2 separate regions of the Gasterosteus aculeatus genome follow, and region 2 is linked to region 1. The links are chromatin contacts, called in public Hi-C maps. All regions are on one chromosome and are shown on one strand. Each heading gives the region's core, a stretch centred on a gene start, on an enhancer-like site or on the middle of the called end of the contact. The rest is flanking DNA. Distances are from core to core; before and after follow the strand shown. Region 1 overlaps LOC120835803 (voltage-dependent calcium channel subunit alpha-2/delta-2). Region 2 holds the start of LOC120835801 (myosin heavy chain, fast skeletal muscle).

Region 1 (3,955 bases), core at 516-3,015:
AAGCTCATCAAGGCCTCAGTGATGGAGATGCTGGACACTTTGTCTGATGACGACTATGTCAACGTGGCCAGGGTTAGTATCGGCGACACTCACTGCCTCCTCCTCACTCGTCACACATTTGTTCACTTGTTTCCTTAACTTCAGTTTTTTTTTTTTACATATTAAAGCCCAAATGCATCCGCTGTGTTTCAGTTCAACGAGAAGGCCGAGGCTGTGGTTCCCTGCTTCAAACATCTCGTCCAGGCTAACGTGCGAAACAAAAAGATATTCAAGGACGCGGTGCAGCAGATGCAGGCCAAAGGCACCACGGATTATAAATCCGGATTTCATTTCGCCTTCAACCAGCTGTTAAATGTGAGTCAATATTGATTTACATCGACCGGGCAATTTTTTTTGTCGTTAACTAACTTCACTACTGTATCGACCAACTCTGCTGTTCCCTCTCATTCGTTTCCCTTTTCTAATGTATTCCTCAGAAGACAAATGTTCCTCGGGCCAACTGTAATAAAATAATCATGCTGTTCACTGACGGAGGAGAGGACAGAGCTCAGGATGTCTTCATGCAATACAACTGGCCCAACAAAACGGTTGGTTTCTTCTAACCACAACAGATACCTTTCACGTGCATCCAGCATGTCTGCCCTGTGGGGTCTTGACCACCTCTGACAACTGGCTTATTTCTCTCTGTTTGTTCCTCCGAAGGTTCGAGTTTTCACTTTTTCTGTTGGTCAACACAACTATGATGTTACACCTTTGCAGTGGATTGCATGCACCAATAAAGGTGAGCGAGAATTTTTTTGTGCTTGTTGGATTTTATTTTATTCCCCATATCATGTGGTTGCCAGCCTTTTTCAACCGAAATACCCCCATCGTGTCAAATCATTACTTTAATCCAAATATTTCAACCTCCCTACGTGCTTGCAAATTAGTTTTTACACACTCACCTTGACCAGTGTAAAACAAATTTGTAACACTATTTGGCTGTTTATTTTTGTCAGCAATTGAGATATGATTAAAGTATTTTCCCTCATATTTCCATTTTTCTTTGTTAGTTAATAAGTATGTACGAGTCCCTATTGGTTGAGAATCATGAGATGTGTTTGTCAAAAAAACGAGGGAGACCAAGTTCCAACAACCTAAGTGGTCACCTGTGACCATTTTATGATACAATATGTATTCCAGACATATCTTGAAGGTCATTGGATTACATTGTAGAGCTTAAACTATTAGTCGATCAGAGAAGATAAGATCATTTTATTTTCTCACAGCAGCGAAATTTGGTATTTGCAGCACGAGGACATTTATACAGATTAAAATGAAAATAAATTCATAACAACATATACAAGACAATAGGATAATTGTCAAATGTTAATAAACTGATAACTCTGATAATGCTTAATTCATTTTTCGGAATTAAGCATCATTTTTCGGACAAAACCAGACATTCTACCAAACATCATAATAAGAAAGTGAAAAAACTAATCAACACATACATTGTTAATGATTAGAATCAATAGTTACAATCCAATTGACAATGAAACACGATGGGAAACCGTTATTGAAGCAGATTCTGACATTAGGTTTCAGGTTCAGCAGGAGCTTCCAGCTCCTCTGTCTCTCTATCTATCTGGGAAAGTTAAGCGACTGATTGTCTAGCGACAGTGAGTAGAATCTGAAATATTTATAAGCACCACTCTTGCTCACACATGCTCTTCCTCTCCCTATTTGTCTTTTTTTTTTCTCTGTTGCTTGCCAGGTTACTATTTTGAGATCCGGTCCATCTGTGCTATAAGGATTAACACCCAGGTGGGTTCGTCTAGTGCCTCTTACACAGCTGATCCCCGTTCAGTGTTTCCATGCCTCCAGTGGCACTCGCTCACTCTTTAGTAACATCTACTTCCATTTGTTTGCACTCCCATTGTTCCCTGTGGTCAACTGTTGTGGGTTGTTTGGAATGTGCAGCCGCTCACGTATCTCCTTTGTTTGGTCAGGAGTACCTCGATGTGCTGGGGCGCCCCATGGTCCTTGCAGGCAGCGTTGCCAAGCAGGTTCAGTGGACGAATGTGTATCAGGATGCTCTGGTGAGATCACGTGACCTTGTTTGCTGTGTGGGATTGAATGTGGCATAAAGTACATGCAGACTGAATAATTGACATGTTTTGGGACTCTGCAGGGTCTGGGAATGGTAGTTACTGGGACTTTGCCTGTATTTAATCTCACCATGGATGGAAACTCACAGGTACATTACATGTCATTTAGCTGACGCAAAGGTAACAAAACTTATATTAATATGAAAGAATGTTTTTTTTTAATATTACAGATTATGGCTACTTTCTATGTAATTATTCCAAAGGCAGAATATACCACTGTTTATATATCCGGGAATACTAAATGACCACCTATAAATAAGTTATTTGATTTTGCTGCCAAAAGGTAGGTGAGTAGATTGATGACACTCTTATGACTCAACGCTATTATTAAGCTATTACGACTTTGTATAAATACTGGAAACAAGGAGAAACAACCAGCTTGGCTCAATCCAAAGATAACGCAATTCACCAACCAGCTCTAAAGTTTATGATTTTATATGCTATGTATTTCTTTAGGTAGCGCATGTGCCTGGCGTGGTGACTTATGAATGAAGTGCCTACTGGTTACAGCTACATATTTACCGGACAGACATGAGAGCGTTATCAATAGTCTCATCTAACTTTCAGCAAATCAGAGAAAAGACCTTTTTCCCAAATGTCATATTATTCTTTTAAGGAGCTATATGTGTTTTATCTGACCAGAATCAGCTGATTTTAGGTGTCATGGGGGTCGACGTGCATCTTGATGAGATAAAGCGTCTAACACCTCGGTACAATGTATGTATATGTCATTAGCACCAATATTATTATTAACATTTTTCGTCATTTGTATCGACTGACACATCACTGCTACTCCTTGCTTTTAATATCACAGCTTGGAGCCAATGGATACATATTTGCCATTGATCCAAATGGATATCTTCTGCTTCACCCGAACCTTCAGCCAAAGGTGGTGCATATTAAACCAGATTTACTTTAATGTACAGTTGTTCATAGTTTGATAATTATAATATTGGTAAACCTGTTCTGCGTTCACTTTGCTTGTTAATGTGTTTTTCTCACTTGATTCCTCGCAGCTAGTGAACCTCCCTGAGCCTGTGACGTTGGACTTCCTGGATGCCGAGGTGGAGGACAGCAACAAAGAGGAGGTGAGCTTTTAGTGGCAAGTGGAGCTGAGAAGTTTCTGGTTTCGGGCATTTTCTGTTCCTTGTTGTTGTTCAAAGTTCTTGCAGAGGTGGAGAACAACATCATCTTCCTCATGTTTGTGACTGAAAAATGAACACTTTGCATTTCTATTTTCTAGATCCGGCGACAAATGATTGATGGAAGACCAGGAGAACTGCAAATCCAAACTCTGGTCAAGTCGGTTGATGAGGCAAGTAAATTACCTGAATAGCAGAGTTCACTCAACACAATGATTACAAATAATCTGGGGTTTGATGAATACGTTTCAACAACATGACCTACAGTACGTTTAAAAAGCTGGTCATTATGTGTACCATACTTTCAGATTGCAGACATGGGGAAACAAATACTTTAAAAAAAATGTAAATGCTTAAACCGGCTGTGGTATTTTTTATCGAAATATGCTCTAAGATAAAGTGTGTCTGTAATTCAATGAAAAGACATTTAGTCTTTTGAAAGTCATTAATTTCAACTTTTACTATGTATTTATTTCCAAATGACTTGTTTAAGGCTCCGATTTTCTTCTCCGATCAGATTTTATGACCAAATACGTTGCAAATAAATAAATATGATTGTAGTGCACCGGTTATCTTCTAAAGAGAATCTTTGGAGTAAGAAAACTATAACAAGTGTGAAAACCTAATGTCAACTTTAGATGTTGGTTTTAGTCCCTATATTAA
Region 2 (3,722 bases), core at 771-3,270, 39 kb after region 1:
TCAGAGCAACTCATTTCCATCATGCAGACGACGCAGCAGTGCCAGTAGAACACTTTAACCATCGTTTGGGTCACGAAGATGCTACATTTCATCAATGTACTTGAAGTCAGAAGACTCAGAGAAGTCAGAAGAGTTTGTATGACTGAGAGGTTGTTTGAGTCCGTGGTCGTCCCCCACATTTTCACACTCTAATCCCAGGGGCTCTGCTGCGAGATGGATAAGTATCTGGCGTCAGAATCCAACACTCAGACCTAATTTTAACCAACAAACCCTCAACGTTGTCACAAACAAAATGTTAGGACATTCTTCAAACTGCCGCCAGTTCTTCTCGGGGCGTTATTTTAGTACAGCTTATTGAGCACTTTATTGAAATATTGCAATTAACAAAGTATGTCCTGATGCATAAATTACACCAAAGCAAGTCATTCTTTAAAAAAAACACATTCTGGTACACACAAATAGGCTAAAAACTGTTTACACATCAACAATTGTCTTGTACCTTTGTACCTTAGTAAAGTTCAAACCAGTGGGCACTGAAAGTTAGAACAGTCAAACTCAAAAAAAGGTTTTAAAGTCAATCAAATAATGAAGCTTAAAATACAGGCAGAGTAGCTTTCATCTATAACATTGAAATTAAAATATATAAATGCAGATTTGCAATTAGAATTGACAATAGTAATACAAATGTTTGTACTTACATTGTTAAATATGGATGCTAGTGTTACTGTGAATGCATATCCATGCTCTGTGACCGACTTGCAGACTGGAATGTTGCTCAGCACTCACCTTGGTTTGTTATCCCAAGTCCAGTTGTTGCTGTTTGACAAATAAAGAAACTGACAGTCGGAGATCAAAGACCGTAAAAACACAATAAGCCTCTTGAGCCTTTGGCTTGAGCAACAACACAAGCCTGGAGCTATATTTGAGTTTTGCCCTAATAAGACAGAAGATTTCAGAGCAAAGTATCGTGTATCACATGTTTATTGAAGACAGAGGCTCATTATATCTTGTTGGTAACCACTTCAGAATTTCTTCTTCTTGATCACTACCAAATGTAGATTCTTTTGTCCTTGGAAATGGTGCCCAATAGCTATCCACACGTCTCTGTGACACATTCTGGGCCAAAATATTTGGCGAGTACACTTCAACCATGTTTCGCCATCAACCAAAACATCTCTTTCCCAAATACTGCATTTAATAAACAAACATCAATTTAGGTTTGAGTTCCCTTAACAACATTGTGAGAATGATATCACCAAGACAATCACGGTGGAGTGACTTGCGAAACATAAAGGAAGTAAAGCTGGAATCCATCACTCAGCTGCTCTACATTTCAGGACTGTCTCAGTCCCCCTTGTTTATCCAGTAAGATCAAGAATGAGAACAGCTGCTGGGACTATTGTGTAAGACAATCCCTTGGCAATTATTTCCTTTTCTTTAAATCCCATTGGCACTCATTTCATTTTCTAAAACTTTCTGACTCGTAAGGATTCTGAAACCGTATATCGTTGACTTTCCGAGGCTTCTCCACAGCATGGCAAGGGAACCACTGTTGTGTCAGGAGGTTAAAAAAATCCCATTAGTCACACTTTTGGACTGTCTGTAACTAAAAAAAACTGATCTAACTTCTCCCACTTTATTTGCATACAGAGTAAAATTCGGAAGTAGAAAAACGTCTCGGATCGGCTCGCACCATTAATATATATAAGTACAAAAAATAAATAAATGCAGATTTACGTCTGAAAAAATAGCTTACAGCATGTATTGTTAAAAGCACCACTGCCCGTTTTCACCAAAAAACACAGGAATATGGTTATTATTTAAAAGAAAAATCTATTTACAGCACATTCAAAGTCTGAAAATGATCCAGCAAGGTATTCATACCATAAACTGTGTAATATGACAGCTAGAGGTAAGAACTACCGGATAACCATTATGTCATGTGACATGACCAAATACAGAGACACACGAGCGGTGGGCTCCCATCCCGCTGTATAAAAAGCCACAGCGAACTCCAGGAAGGACAGGGAACCAGCAAAGGCACGTTTCTTTATGTCTCTGTGATGTAGTTGAGTCATTAAGCTATTGGACTAAAAGACATGATAATCTTTTTTATCAAAAACAGTAACTTAACTGTTTAAATTAGGCTTTTTAGACATGTCTACATTTATTTTAAAATACGATATGATAAATTTGCCTCTCTGAACCTTCCACGTTTGTTCTTTTTTTTGCAGAAGTCTACATTGAAGTCCGTCTGAAAACCCTCAGCTCAACTGGTGTCATTCAAGGTAACTCAAAGGGCTGAATTATTTTGGGATCACATCTGATCCTCAATACGTATCTCAATATCACTAGTACTATGGTATATATCACGACTTAATAGGTCTCTATTTAATAAGTCTTCCTGATCCAGCATTAATTTGACCTGAGTACTAGAGGACGTTATAGATGTCACCGTTGGGCTGCCATCTGTCTTCCCTGGAACTCAACTCAACTATTGTCTTTTCTCCTGTGCGATTAAGGGTCATCATGAGTACCGACGCTGAAATGCAGTGTTTTGGCCCGGCGGCCATTTACCTCCGGAAGCCAGAACGAGAGAGAATAGAAGCTCAAAACACTCCCTTTGATGCTAAAACTGCGTTCTTTGTGAGCGAGCCGGCAGAGATGTACCTCAAGGGGAAACTTACCAAGAGAGAAGGCGGCAAAGCCACCGTGGACACTCTCAGTGGAAAGGTGAGAATTAATGCACTATAATTAAAGTTTGGATGTAGAATCTGAAGCGCGGTGACACTGTTTAACATGTTAACTATTAGTAGCGCTTAAAGTGGCACTTACTGGTAGCACTTTGAAACTTGGCTTTATTGAAGAAATTATGTATTCTTGCTGAATGAAATGTAATGTAAAATCAGAAGTATATAACCACCTCAATTGTTTTGCTTACGGACACGAATAATTTGTAATAAGTGATTTTAAAAAAAGATGTTAAATCTGATAATAGACAACACATGAGTGCTGGACAGTAACTAATATTATTTTTGCGGCTCTTCTGTCCTTGTAACAGACGATCACTGTGAAAGACACTGAAATCTTTCCCATGAACCCACCAAAGTACGACAAGATTGAGGACATGGCCATGATGACCCACCTCAGCGAGCCTTCTGTGCTGTACAACCTCAAAGAGCGCTACGCAGCATGGATGATCTACGTGAGCTTTGTGGAGGAGAGATGCAGCTGTAATTGGGCGTGAATGTATTTGCAGAAAATAGCATAATTGTTTTACGTCTCATACTGTTATAGACCTACTCGGGACTGTTCTGCGTGACTGTGAACCCCTACAAGTGGCTCCCAGTGTACGATCAAGGGGTCGTGGAAGCATACAGAGGCAAAAAGAGGATTGAGGCTCCTCCCCACATCTTCTCCATCTCTGACAATGCCTATCAGTTCATGCTCCAAGGTACCACTCAGTATGCAAGCCATGTTGTGTCCAGAAACAAAGTGCACGTTAGGAAAACTAACAATTTCCACGTCTTGCAGATAGAGAAAACCAGTCAATCCTGATCACGTAAGTGACAATTCTTTAACATTTTATCTACATTCAAGCATTGTAGACATTAGTCAAATCTAATCACATCTAATAACACACTCCTCAAACTAGTGGAGAATCTGGTGCAGGAAAGACAGTCAACACCAAACGTGTCATCCAGTACTTTGCGACAATCGCA

What was found. A called contact is a pair of places that touch in the nucleus more often than the background predicts.
Region 2: a contact with region 1 is called in a Hi-C map of skeletal muscle, with 2.8 times the contacts expected there. The contact joins the promoter of LOC120835801 here to the enhancer-like site in region 1. A contact is called at or near these places in 3 of 6 Hi-C or Micro-C datasets (skeletal muscle and whole body).

Annotation. Positions count from the first base shown.
Region 1 is chr17:8,021,471-8,025,425 of fGasAcu3.hap1.1, forward strand. LOC120835803 (voltage-dependent calcium channel subunit alpha-2/delta-2) reads left to right here. Exons shown (of 38, transcript XM_078091974.1): 10 at 1-72; 11 at 193-354; 12 at 477-587; 13 at 703-781; 14 at 1,757-1,806; 15 at 1,992-2,081; 16 at 2,174-2,239; 17 at 2,793-2,867; 18 at 2,965-3,039; 19 at 3,167-3,238; 20 at 3,394-3,465. Among protein-coding and RNA genes, the nearest start is that of LOC144388921, 15 kb to the right of the region's middle. Within about 2 kb of position 1,766, at least 1 of the 9 cell types and tissues checked has open chromatin away from gene starts, as enhancers often do.
Region 2 is chr17:8,060,176-8,063,897 of fGasAcu3.hap1.1, forward strand. LOC120835801 (myosin heavy chain, fast skeletal muscle) reads left to right here and starts at 2,021. Exons shown (of 40, transcript XM_040205043.2): 1 at 2,021-2,288; 2 at 2,523-2,733; 3 at 3,062-3,205; 4 at 3,298-3,454; 5 at 3,535-3,562; 6 at 3,656-3,722. The coding sequence starts at 2,530.